Regions from separate parts of the Drosophila melanogaster genome. Here region 1 is linked to region 2. The links are chromatin contacts, called in public Hi-C maps. All regions are on one chromosome and are shown on one strand. The core of a region is the stretch at or near the end of the contact, and the rest is flanking DNA. Distances in the headings are between cores, read along the strand shown. Region 1 holds the start of flfl (falafel). Region 2 holds the start of rin (rasputin).

Region 1 (7,045 bases), core at 1,973-4,472, 37 kb before region 2:
TATCTTATCTTGGGGCCTTTGCAACACTTCATGGCGAAGATTGCGATGAATGAAAATGTGAAAGCTACGTTCGGTGTGCGTGTGTGTGAGTGTATTTTCGGAAGAAAGATGTGTGAAGAGAGAGAAGCCGTGAGAAGACCATGCCAACTAAAATGCGAAATGCAAAAAATAATTAAGAAAAGAAAAGAAATGTGCCCGGTCTGTTTACAAACATTTAGCGTTTTCCATTAGATCTAGGCCTTCCGCAGTGCGCGCGTGTATCTGTAAATGTATCCGTATCTGTGCGATGGGGTTTTCGGTATGAGTAGGTTTACTATACATATAGTATACACTATATCTGAGCCACTATTATCGCTGCGCTTTCGCCCCACGGCGAGAGCAAACACGCGCGCGAAGAAAACAAACAGCGGCGAGGGCCAGAGAGCGGGTGACTCAAAACGAGGAAGGGGAGTAATCTAACCATTCTCGTACACAGAAAAAAAGTGTAAATAAACACATATCATACCCATATTTTCATTTATACACAGTTAACAATCAGTCCACTATTTCGTTATCTGCACGGCGAAAATCAATGGAGAAGTGTGTGAAATAATGTGCGAGTAAACAGAAGTGGCAAAAGCTACGTCATCGTTGAAGAGCGCCACCTCAATGTTGACTGTCCACCACAAATATTTACGTCACTCTAGATCACCCAACCGCTCACCACCCACCGCCCGCAGTGCCACTCGCCCAAGGTTGCAAGACGTCGGGGAAAATGCGTGCTGCGCTGTTTCGAAGCGATTTGCACAGCGATTAAGTTCCCACTTCCATGGTAATTCCAATAAAGCGCCATAGGCCACTGATAACGCCCGCAGGAGAATTGAAGCCCAGGCGGAGAGCCTGAGTATCTCAATCTCAATCTCAATCTGTAACTGAATCGGATTCCAAGTCTGAATCGGTACCAAAACAAAAGTAGCAATTCAAAACAAACGTAGCGAGCGGTTTCGTTTACGCAATCAGCTGCGAAAAACACGAGAATGCTCATGTGTACATAAGTGTGTCCAAGTGCCGCACAGCGCCACAGATTTCGTTTATTATTAATTTTTATTAATAACCAGCGGCCGCAGAAGGTTGCGAAAAGTGCCGAGAGAAAATCTGTGTGCGAAATATAGAGCTCTGGAGTCGAGTCATCAATAAAGTCCGGCAAATATGACAACTTGGCAGTATTTTTTCGCCCCAGCAACAATTAGTTTTTATAGGGAAGTTAGTAAGAGATACAGTTGTGAACAAGTCGGTGGCCTTTTTGACTCTATTTCGCTACTACCTAGTTAATAACACGTGTGCAAATCGTATTATGAATCACTAGACCTCTTTTATTCAAGGCATTTTCGTTTGGTTTGTAGATTACAGTCTTAGTATGTTGTAATTAAATTCGTAGTAGAATTAAGTTTAGGTTATAGTAGACAAAAATACAAACTAAGATAGGAATTATGCCTATCAACAAGTTTACATCTGATTAGGGAACTTAAGGTACTTGGGTACAGTATTAAAACTATGAATAAAATTTAGGAAGGTAGCAGGAAATTAATAAATATTGTTAAGACTTTAAATACCACCGGTAATTGTGTGAATACAAATAATACAACTATGCTCCATCATTTCAACCGCAACTGTAAATGGATAATTGGAGTCTCGCTGCTCTCTTCCTGTTCTTCGCACACATACACACGCATGGGCGCGAACGCTGCAAGTGTCCGTGTGAAGAAGGAGAAGGCGAAGAGGTGGGAATCCAAAAGCTAAGGATGCAGGACTTCATTAGGAAGTGGTTCGCATATCCCTTTCGTTATCTTCTTACTTTCGCCCCCAGCAATGAAACGCCATGAATTGGGGGAGACGGAATCTAACGATTGCGAACGCGTCGTATCTTGTTTTTTGCATGCATGACAATGTGTGCAGAATACGCGCGCGCTCACACACTAAACCACTCGCACAACCGAAGGCGTGTGTGCATGTATGCAATTTTTTGGGGTGGTATTGGCGGTGAAGGCAGGAGGGATGAAGGGAAAGAGACGGGCGGAGAACTCGAAAATTTAGCAAGTAAACACTCTCCGATTGCGATTACAAAGTCAGCTAATTTCCTTTCATTTTTTATTATAAATTTTTGATTCCGTTTTTTTGTTGATGCCCAACAGTTGATGTATTTTCATACGCGATACACACACAACGCGCTACAGACACTTGGACGCACACAGACACAACGTCTGGCAAGTACATCGCTTTTTGGGCCGTCTCTTTTGCGGTTCATTCAATAAAATTATTGCGAATGGCAGGCGCAAAACAGAATCGCAAAAATTGCAGTGTATTGTGGGAAAGAAGAAGAGGCGTGTGGTAAAGAAAAATGCCGTCTCTCCACCACACACATTACACATGCACGCAATTTTGATCGCTACACGCGCCACCCACACTCTGCAATGTTTTTGTTGTTGTTGCAAGCCGATTTTGTTTTGATTCGATACTTTATTTATGTATACATAATATTTAGGAGCAGCGCATTTCCGCGATATTCGCTGGCGATTTTGCATTTCATTGAAACGCACACAAAACGCAGGGAAAAGAAAAACAGACGACGGCTAACTCACCTCGAACACACGCACACCTACAAACCACACACAGCGGAGAGCGAGGAAATTCAACACGACGGTATGCGTTGTTGCATAAAGTGCGATAAAAGGGGAGACACTGAAAGAAGCAAATCAGCCGAGTTGTATTCAAAATCGGGATCCAATATGGGCTATTGCCGGGATATATAGTCCGATTCCCTGGCAAGGCCGCAAATCATCCACGGAGTACGTGAGAACACACCGTCGGTCACATTCACAGTAAAATTCAAACACACACACACTAGCACGCAGACAACACAGAAGCCGCAAGAGGGCAAAAGAGAGCGGGAGAGAGAGAGCAGCAAAGAGAGAGAAAGAGCGCGGGGGCAAAAACCAAAAAGTTATACACTCACGCTGCAATTCCTTGTTTCTGTTTCTGGCGTTTTTCGCTTTTAGTGCTTAGCACGCTGGCTGCATTCGATCAGTTTATATACAATTTTCTCTTGCGCATATTTATTGGGGGATCACGAGTTAGTTTTCGACCAATATATCTTCCCGGATAATTGTAATTTTCGCTATTTTCCGCGGACCGACGCTAGAGCGTTGGTCTGACCACGACGATAATATCTGCGTATCGATACTCGGCCAGAGAGTACAGCGATAGTTGCATATGACGAGAATGTGAGCTGTTATCGATATCGAACTCTAGCACCCCTGTGACGCCACCATTGTTATGGTACTCTATTAACATATACTTGGCAAAACTGGAGCACCTTGAATGAATATTTGTACAAATCAGAGCAGAAAAAAGCAAACAGCACGACAAACTGCGAGACAGATTCGCCGCTTCGACGCCATGTTGTCTTTCGCTCTTGATTCGCCCCAAAAGAGTGTGCAATAATGCACGAACTGGGTTTTGGTGTTACCGTTTTTCGCACTCCCTACTGTTACGATAATATTTTAAAACAAAAACACGTTAAATATTATAAAATTAGAAAATAGAGCTATAAGTACGTTTACTTAGTATTAAAAAGAGCAAACAGTTTGATTACTCAGTAATTACATCCTCGATTCGAAAGTTAGCATTGTAGTAAACACATAATTCCGATTAGAAATCTTTTCCAGCTTAATTTAACTTGAATGTAAAGTGTCATCTTAAACTAATCTCAGGTGCTAGTTTATAATGAATGTAATGACACGTTAGAGTGCTAAGATATTTATTATTCTGTTAATTTTATGATTTTCAGATATTAAAGAATTTCGAATTTTCTGCCGCCTTAGTGTGGCCAGGTGGCGGCGGATTCCAAATGCCTGCAGTTGTGCCCCGTCGTTTTGGTATTCCGAGTGAAAGACGCAGCGACCCGCTGCTGCGATGCATTTGCTCACTTGGCCAACTTCGGTGCTGCGTTCCCGATGCCTAGGACGACAAAATGCTGCGCCAGAACCTGTTGGATCAGCTTAAGCACTTCATAGAGACGGTGAGCAATGGGCACAGTTGTCCGCAGCTGCTGACCAGCCCCAATCTCATCAAGCTCGCGTGAGTAGCAACCGCGGTGGTTAATAATGATGCCCGTAGTAAATAATTCCATGGATATTTGCAGACTGGGATTCCTGGAGGAGCTGCCCGCCACGCGAGACATTGTGTTCGAATACTTCGCCCTGCTGGCCGAAATCAGTGTGCAGCTGTATGTGTCGCCGGAGATGGCCGACCCAAAGACCGGTATGCCGGTATCCCAGGTGAAGCTGGCCGGGAATCGCCAGCAGCAGCAACGTGCTCCGGAATACGAGGCTTTCAATCTGGTAAAGACCGCGCTGCAGAGTCTGGTGTGGAAGGGACCGCCCGCCTGGTCGCCGCTCATCGCCAACTGGAGTCTGGAACTAGTGGCCAAGCTGTCCGATAAGTACACCCAGCGGCGGATGACCATCACGGCCAGCTGCAACTATTGGCTGGAGTGCAGCGCCATGCACGGGCTGATGACCCTTATAAATAGTTGTTTCCGAAAGTTAACCCAACCGGAGGAGGAGGCCTGCGTGGAGATCATGCTCAATGCCTTTCACCGGTTTCCCATGACCTTCGACTGGATTGTGGCGAGATTGGGCGGCTGTTTCCCTTACAAGATCATCATGCAGATTCTACAGTGCGGCATCAAGCGATTCGTCGATGACTACCGCTGCCACCTGGATTCGGAGGCGGGCATCCTCGATTATATGACCTCGTGCCACGAACAGCACCTTAGGGCAGCCTTTCGTGAGATGCTTAGGGAGGGATTCGCACCGAAGAAGCCGCTGGACGTGGCCGTTGTTCCTTTCCTGCTGATCACCACCAACTACTCGGACACGATCCTGCAGAGCTTGGTCAATGTGCTAGTCGAAATCTGTAAGTACTGGTTGAATAAAGAGATATATTATTTCTCTAACACAATGTCATGTAGATACCGAGGACATGTGCGAGGTGATAGTGCAGAAGGCGCCGTTGTGGCTGAGCAACAAAATGTTTGCCGGTATGCAGCCCACGCTGAATAATGCCGTGCTGCGCCTGAACGAGCGTGGAGCGACGTTGCTCCTTACGGCAGCCAAAATGGCCGAGAAGTATGTTTGGTGTCAGGATTTCCTGGACAATTCGATGCAGGAGCTGGAACAGTGGGTGCTCAACCAGCGGAACTTCCCGTTGCTGGCCGATCTGGCCTATGAGGAAACCAAGTACATGCTGTGGAAGAGCTGCCTCAGCACCAATCTCTTCGAGCAGCAAACAGCGGTGAGATTACTGCTGGTGGTCTGTGAGTAGAAAGTTCTTCAGATATTGAAATGGCAGACTTTACGAACTATTTTTCTAGCATCCCAGCACCCGAATATTTACTACCAAACTATATCCCAACTTCTAAAGAAGTCGTATGCTCAAAATCCCAATGGCATTGGCGCATTAATTCGCTTACTTGGCGGACAAAGCGGCATGGTTAACTTTCCGGGATTCACGCCAGGTTTCAAGATGGTCTTGGAGGACATCACGTTGGATGTTCAAGTTAACAATCGATTGCCAGTTCCGCCGGGCACACCCACAGAAGCCTTTAACACTTTCTCCAACCTAAACATACTTGCCAGGTAATTATTACTATTGTTAGATACATATAATTAGTGTTTCAAATTCATAATCTCCATCAGGATGCACAAGAGCAAGAATGTGGCTCCGTACATCAAAGCGCAGCATTTGAACCAAGCCCTCAACGAATGTCTTCCCAAAATCCTTCAAATCTTCGACTGCACCGTTAACAAACTGGTCCTGAGGATAGACAGGGATGCCGCCGAGCGGATAGCGGATAAATTCCGGGCGCAGCAAAGTAAAAATAGCAATAACAACAATGAATTGTGCAATGGCAAGGATTACGGAAAGCGCACAAAATTGGAGCCGGGAGAAGATAAGGTGGATGATGAGGACGCTACCCGCATGCGCTTGGCCCATCTCATTGTGGATCTGTTGAACAACATTGAAGCCGGCAGCCGGACAACTGTCCTGCGCACTCCATTAGTCCTCAAGCTGGCCACGCTAAGCGTAAAGTACTTCTTTGTGGGCTTAACCGAGAAGAGTAAGCGCAATAGTTGTTCCTTAGCCTTGCCTCAATATATTAACCATATCTCATTCTAGCTGTGATCCGTCGAGCAGCGGCTTCGCATCGCTCCTACACGCTGTTGCAGAGGCAGTGTTCCGCCCGGAAAATCGCGAGAACCGTCTGCCTGCGCGAGCTGGTGGAGCGCGCGCTCTTTTATCACGGTCACTTGCTTGGTCAGCTGGAGGTGTATCAGCTCGATGAGCTTGAGATACCCGAGCACGAACACCTCATCCTGCAGAATCTGCACACCAGCTCTGGCGCCAACTCGAATCGCTCCGTGCTGCATTCCGGTATTATAGGCAGAGGTCTGCGACCAGTGCTGCCCCCCAGCGAGCGGAACTGCGATGCGGAGAAGCAGGCGCTGTATCTTAAGGCATTGAATGCATGCTGCGCCGATCTGGAGAAGCCCAACAACGTGGAGGGCTACTCGCTGGTCTCGCTGCTGCTGGTCGAGCTGGTCTCCACGGATGTCATGTACAACGGCCTGCCCTTTCCGGATGAGGAGTTCACCAGGGTCACAATGGAGCGGGACATGCTAATCAGGAGAGCGTTCATCAACTCCCCAGTGCTGTGGGCTGTTTTGGGACTGATCGCCGGTCATAGGCCGGCGCTTTGCTATTCCTCCGTGCTACTGCGCGCACTGTGCGCCACCTGCTTGCATCACTGGCGGGGCAAGAATGGTGAGCTTGTCACTTTACTTGCTTATTTTCTATAAAGGTGCCTAATCATATTATACGTTTGCAGTCAATCGATTCCAGCCCACTGCTGCGAACGATGAGCTGATGCTGTGCACCAAGAAGATGCTGCAACTGCTGGCTATGAGCCAACTAATTCCACCTCCACTCACCAATCTGCATCTCA
Region 2 (6,146 bases), core at 2,233-4,732:
TGCGGATCGAGTTGTTTCGCTGCGGCAGCGGGCCACCGTTGTCCAGTCGCGAGTTGCCGTTGCTGTTGTTGTACGACGAAGCGGTGGTGGAGTAGCTAACCTGACTGCCATTACCGCCACCCGAGGTTGCCGAGGAAGAGTTATAGGTGTTGCTGCTGATGGACTGCTGCTGCTGCTGTTGCTGCTGGAGCTGTTGCTGCTGCTGCAGTGCGGCGTTCACAAAGCCGCTGGGCGAGGAGGACGTGGACTTGAAGAGATTCGCGTACGTCTTGGGCTCATTCTGCTGCTGCTTGGCGGCCTCGTACTTCTCCTGCTGCTGCTGCTCGTGAATGGTCTTGAAATCCTCGACGGGCGTGGGAGGCTTCTGCTGCCTTGGCGCCACCTCCACTTCCTCGGGCTCAGCCAGCGGTTGTTGCTGCTGTTGCAAAGGCTGCTGCTGCTGGATAGGTTGCTGCTGCTGCTGCTGCTGCGGGGGCAGCTGTGCCGGTTGCTGCTGCTGCTGCTGCTGGATGAGCTGTGGTGCCACCAGTGGCGACTGTTGGAAGCCCGCGCTTGGCACTGGAACAATGGGCAACACAGGCGTGCCGGTCGGCTGCTGCTGCTGTACCAGGGGAGACACGCTGGGTGGGACCAGCACCTGCTGCTGCTGCAGCTCCTCGTGCGACACCACACCGTTCTGGATGGGCTGTGGCGGCGGAACGGTGAACTGCGCGGGCAGTGGAACAGCAGCGGCTTGCGGAGCTGGTGGCAAAACAGCCACAGGACGTCCGGCGGCAGCACCCGCTGGCAATGGGTAGAAGATCTGCTGTGGGGCAGCACCACCGGCCGCTACAGGAGCTACCTGCTGGGGCACCACGACCTGAGCCTGTGGCTGCGGAGGAGCCTGCTGTTGCTGCGGCTGCTGGGCAACTACATCGCCGGCCACCTGCACAGCTTGATCCACAGTGCCACCGACGACCTGCACATCGTGCTCCTCATCGTTCTCCGATCGCGACTCGCCATCCTGCTCGTCCTCGATGTAGAGATCCTGATAGCGGAAGATGTCGTTGTGCACGTAGTACTTCTTCGGCGACTGAGCGGCCAGAACGAACGTCTGGGTAAAACGCCGCATCGGCTGGCCATCATTGGATAGCTCCCCGGTGACCTGAACCACCACACCGTTGCCCAAAGTGGCCTGGGCATCAACCTGGCTGATCTTCGCGTGGCAATCGTTGAAGTTCAGCTGCTGGATTCGGTTGTGGATCTCCCGCTGACCGACCACCAGCTTGGACTCTCCATGGATGTACGACGAGTTGTGGTTATAGAAGCGATGCAAGTGGTTGGGCGCCTTGTTCAACAGCGTGTAGTACTGGCGGACAAACTCGCGTCCCACAGATTGCGGCGAAGGCTGCTGCGATTGGGTCGCATCCATGACCATAGCTGGCGTTTGATTCTTCCTCTCTGAACTACGGACTCTTCGACTCGGATTCTTTGTCTCCGCTTCCAATTTCTGCTTCCCTTCTTTCTAGCTGCTGCTCGGATCTATCGACACGGTGGCTGATCTGTGTCGATTGAGAGTGTGGGAACGTCTGCGAAATAGTGCAAAAAATATACGCGCACTATGAAAATCTGTCTGGTTTTTTTAATAAAAAAAAAGAAAAGTTGGCAAAAGTCCTAGACGACTGTGTAGATTTTTCAATCTGATAATTTGAAATTAAAGGAAGCTGCTACCCTGTTTCTTACAATCTCCAAAAGGTGTTCAAAGATGGCTTATTCATACCTGTGCCGGTAAAAGTATAGAAACCATAATGAATCACTAGTTGTGTTATCAGTTAATTTCATCACGTGTAAATTTAATTTGGAGAATTAAGGCTTGATAACGGTAAAACACGCAAATATAAGAAACAAATTTAATTGGATTTTCAGACTGTCCATTAAATCAATCTGTGCTTCTTTTACATAAATTTCTAGAGAAATGTGACTGACTACCAAAGTGTTGACCCCTGCTGTGCTCTCCAATAAGGATCTAGAGTTTCGCTTGGTCACAAGGACGGCGGGGAGGGGGGGAGGTTTGTACACCCAAAACAGGGAGCTCATTTTACCGCAGTGCATATAAAACAGACGCAGCGCGCTGCAGTTTGACCCACTTTTGGGGCCCACACACATTTGCACATGCGAAAAGGGGAAATTTGGTGTAGTGCAGCTGTCAGGAAAAATTCCAATTTGCTTGCCGTCGCAGGACATTTAACCCTGCACGTGCTCCAGCTTTTATGCCTGCGATCCTGGCTGACTGAACTTTGCACGTGTGTGTGTGTGCGCGAGTAAATGACCTCATACAATTTGGCAAAGAAAAAAAAGAAGCCGCCAAGCGAGGAGCATGAATTAAATTGAGGTTATGTTCGGGTCTCAAGGTTGTGGCGCCGCATACAATGAACTCCAGCTTGGCCAAAATATCAAATTGCTGCCTTGCAAAAACACTTGAAATAGCGTTAAAAGGTGTAAGTAAATATCAATGTTTGCAGGTGTCCTTTGCCCCATTTTAGCCATAAACATTTGCCGATAAAACAAAAAATGCACAATGAGTTGCGGCAAACCCACACGCACACATATTCGGTTATGAACGCGCCGCTCTTTCGGGTTCTCTCTTTCCCACTCTATTTCTGCTTGCGAACCGCGTGTGTAGGAAGAACAAAGAAAGCTATAGTTGAAGAGCAGCATTTAAACAAAAATGTACAAAAACAAAATTTTTCGTACATTTTTAGGTTATGCACAAGCGATAATAAAAAAAGCCGCTAAAATGGTAAAAAAAAAAATTTAAGAGATAGAGCCCTGCCGCAATAATAAAATATACGCCCATTTAGCATTTTTTATGTTGATTTTTTCCTAGTATGCGCCACCCCTTTGAAAATGGAAAATGCTAGTTTTTCTAGACCGCGCACACGAGGCCGTCGCCGGCTCACCTTTTTTAAGCGATATTTTTCCTCGTTTTTATTTTTCCTTTTTGTAATGCACAGTGTGTATTGCTTTTGGGTTGAAGTTTGCCGAAAAATCGGCACTTTTTGTAGCACTTTTCTTTGTTATCTTCCTGCGGGGGGCGGGGAGAGTTGGATTTCTTAGTGGAGCGCTGAAATTATGCGGTTTTTTTAATTTACAAAACGATAGTCGAAACGTATGAAATGCAGTATAAAATTGCAAGCTGCACACAAAACACACAGCCACACACACCAATGCACTCACTCGCTCACACACACACACTAGTCTAGTTTGTTGCAATTCTTTTTGTCTTTTTTTTTGAGAATAACTAACTTGGCAATTCTTGACGTGTATTTTTTGTTGCTTTCTGATGTTTGGCGATCACAGTTGTTGTTGAATTAAGTTACGATGCATATGTTGTGGCTTTTGAGTAGAAAATAATCGCAAACGCAATGAAATTGGACAAGTGTGTTGAATCGAGAAGAGAACCGACGTTCGTTCCTCTTTTCCTCTTTTTTGCCTCTGCACAGTTTTATTCTTGGTTTCGCGTGTGTTGGTGTGTGAATGATGGCGGCTTTTCCAAGGGTGTGCACACACTTCTTTTTTTGGGGTGGTTAATCTAGTATGTTCCATAGAATATTTTGATGAATTTGATATTTTCATATTTGAGCTCAATTAAGCTCATTTTAGGGGCGCTAAGTTTCTTTTAAATAGTTTTATAAAACTTATTTTCATTTTAGCCATTTCCGATTTTTTGAGTAAGCTCATGAAACACCTTTCTTTAAAGGAAACATTTTATATAGCAAATAAATAAAAACCATAATAACGTTATATTATAACCTGTTGGGAAATCCGAATATGAAAATTGTATAAATTTTTGCAAAAAATAAAAATATTTAATATAAACCAATTAAATGATTTAAAATATTGTTGATGTTTCAGCCTATAAGAAGTTAATATGAAAATTCGATTTTAAACAATTCTTTGTATGTAAATGTTGTTTTCGTTCCCAACACATAGTAAATAATGAACATTGTATTTTTTATATTTATAAAATTATAAATGTTTATGAAATACTTAATATTTATTTAAATATTTAAACCTTTAATACAACTAAAATGAATTTATAAACCAAGTAACTTGTCCATTGTGTAAACTGGGCTTTAAAATATTTGTATAAAATTTTTGGTATTCTTTTCATTTTCTCTTCATAGGTGTGTGTACATTGTATAAATCAAAGCTGCCATACTGCAAGCAGACAAGTCACGCGCCCATTTAGCTCCTTATATAGGCTTATTTGGGGTGGTATCGTACAGAAAATCCCAATTTAATCCTTGGCAAATGTATAGCTAACAATCTCCAGGTAGAGCAAGCAAATACAATACAAATATTTACCAAAATAATACCAAATCGACTTGACTGGGAAAACATCAAGGTGGCAACGCCGCACCCATATACACACGCTGTCGTTTGCATTTATCATTTTCCGGTCGTCATTTCATTCGTACGCGCGACTTTTTGGCGAGTGTGTATAAAAATCTCCGGCTCTGCGTAAAAAACGAATATCGTGCTGCCTAGCCCCCGAAATTAGTAGATCAGTCGAAAACACACAAAATGGCCGAGAACAAGCAAGTGGATACAGAAATAAACGGCGAGGATTTCACCAAGGACGTGACTGCCGACGGTCCGGGATCTGAAAATGGTGATGCGGGCGCCGCCGGCTCGACCAACGGCAGTTCGGACAACCAATCGGCCGCATCCGGCCAGCGGGACGACGACAGGTATGTCCATTATCCGGCGGATACGTTTTTTTTTTGTTCTTTTTTATTTTTGCAACGGGCAACCGATGATCATGTGCCCCCCATAGATTTTCTGCTTCTACATAGTGTATATTGCCTACTCTGTTACGTAAATGCAAAGCTAACGTCGTTGGTCGAGTTTCATTGGATTTTACGGGGTTCTGCGGGGGAAGTCTGACCCCTTTTGTGTTCTCTCTCGCTTGCGCTCGTGCGTCGGAGTGTGTTTAAGTGTGTGTGTGTGAGGTGTCGGTGCGACTGTACTTCAGTCATATTAATAGAATCTTCGGGCCAAAATGCATCATCACAGTCTCGGGAGACATGGAAAATTTTCAACGTTTTCCCCTGCACACACACGCACTTTCCGCAATGAAAACCAGAGTTTTCTTAAGCTAGGAGCACATTTTCTCCCCTTTGTGAGGTTATGTTTGTTTCCCACGTTGCCCCACAGACACACTGTGACGCATACGAACACAAATCATACGGTTGCCTTTCACTTGCAAAAAATGTGGCGAAAAAAAACGTTGGAAAAAGTTATGTTTGTATTTGTCAGTGTATTCTTTTTAATTCGCATTACTCTTTGTTTCGGCTATTTCGTTGTTATTTTGTGCTCTTCCAGTTTTGTACCCAAAATGGCGGCTGCATACAGGCATACATACCAACCTAACGCCCGCTGTTCTGTAGGTGTGTGCGTGTTTTGCAGTTTTCACTTATTCTCTTGCTTGCCGGCTTCGCTCGCTCGCCACCTCTTTTGCGCGCTCTTACTCTCAGAGAGCGACAGCCGGCGTTGTTTGGAGTTGCCAAGGCGCCAAAATATTAATTTAACGAACAATTAATGTAAATTATAAATGATAAATAATTTTGATGGATTAAAGCATAGAGATAATGATGATCAAGTAGAATGGTCCTCTTGTTTGCTCCCCTGCGTTTTGGTTTTTAGGTCTAGCGTACACTTCATTTGCCCATCCTTTATGATCATTTTATATCTAAGTTTAATCTTAAGTCACACGATACTGTACATTTAAACGATAATACGAAACCAGCGCTGACGAAGCAGATGCAGATTATTCCCCGTAAAGGAAGAAGGACGAAATGGAGAAATTAAATCGAAAATCATAGCTTATCCTGTTGTCTTGTGAGCGAACTAACCTTGTTCCTCTCCGGCAGGTTTTGAGAGAAGTGAAATGCCCCAGGTCAGGGTTTTAAGCTATGCTCAAGACGGATATGGATTCGGATATGGATTTGGATTCGTATTCCTGCCCCCGGCAAACGGTTACGGATTCGGATTCGGATTCGGCGGACTTATACTTGGAGGATATGCAACCCTCTCCACACTCCAGTCTCCAAAAGTCTCCGCTCCGCCGATACTGATGCTGATGGTATTTATCTATCCAAAAC

Evidence for each region. A called contact is a pair of places that touch in the nucleus more often than the background predicts.
Region 1: a contact with region 2 is called in a Hi-C map of the Kc167 cell line, with 2.0 times the contacts expected there. A contact is called at or near these places in 20 of 107 Hi-C or Micro-C datasets (the Clone 8 cell line, the D17-c3 cell line, the Kc167 cell line and 6 more) and 1 of 7 datasets of targeted methods (the Kc167 cell line).

Annotation. Positions count from the first base shown.
Region 1 is chr3R:13,680,098-13,687,142 of dm6, reverse strand. flfl (falafel) reads right to left here and starts at 3,222. Exons shown (of 10, transcript NM_142047.4): 1 at 2,993-3,222. It overlaps omd (oocyte maintenance defects), which reads left to right. Exons shown (of 9, transcript NM_142046.2): 2 at 3,827-4,116; 3 at 4,181-4,956; 4 at 5,012-5,356; 5 at 5,414-5,678; 6 at 5,739-6,160; 7 at 6,220-6,864; 8 at 6,929-7,045. The coding sequence starts at 4,010.
Region 2 is chr3R:13,644,340-13,650,485 of dm6, reverse strand. rin (rasputin) reads right to left here and starts at 3,482. Exons shown (of 4, transcript NM_169533.2): 1 at 3,286-3,482; 2 at 1-1,568. The coding sequence starts at 1,417. sqd (squid) reads left to right here and starts at 4,182. Exons shown (of 7, transcript NM_001260159.2): 1 at 4,182-4,733. The coding sequence starts at 4,567.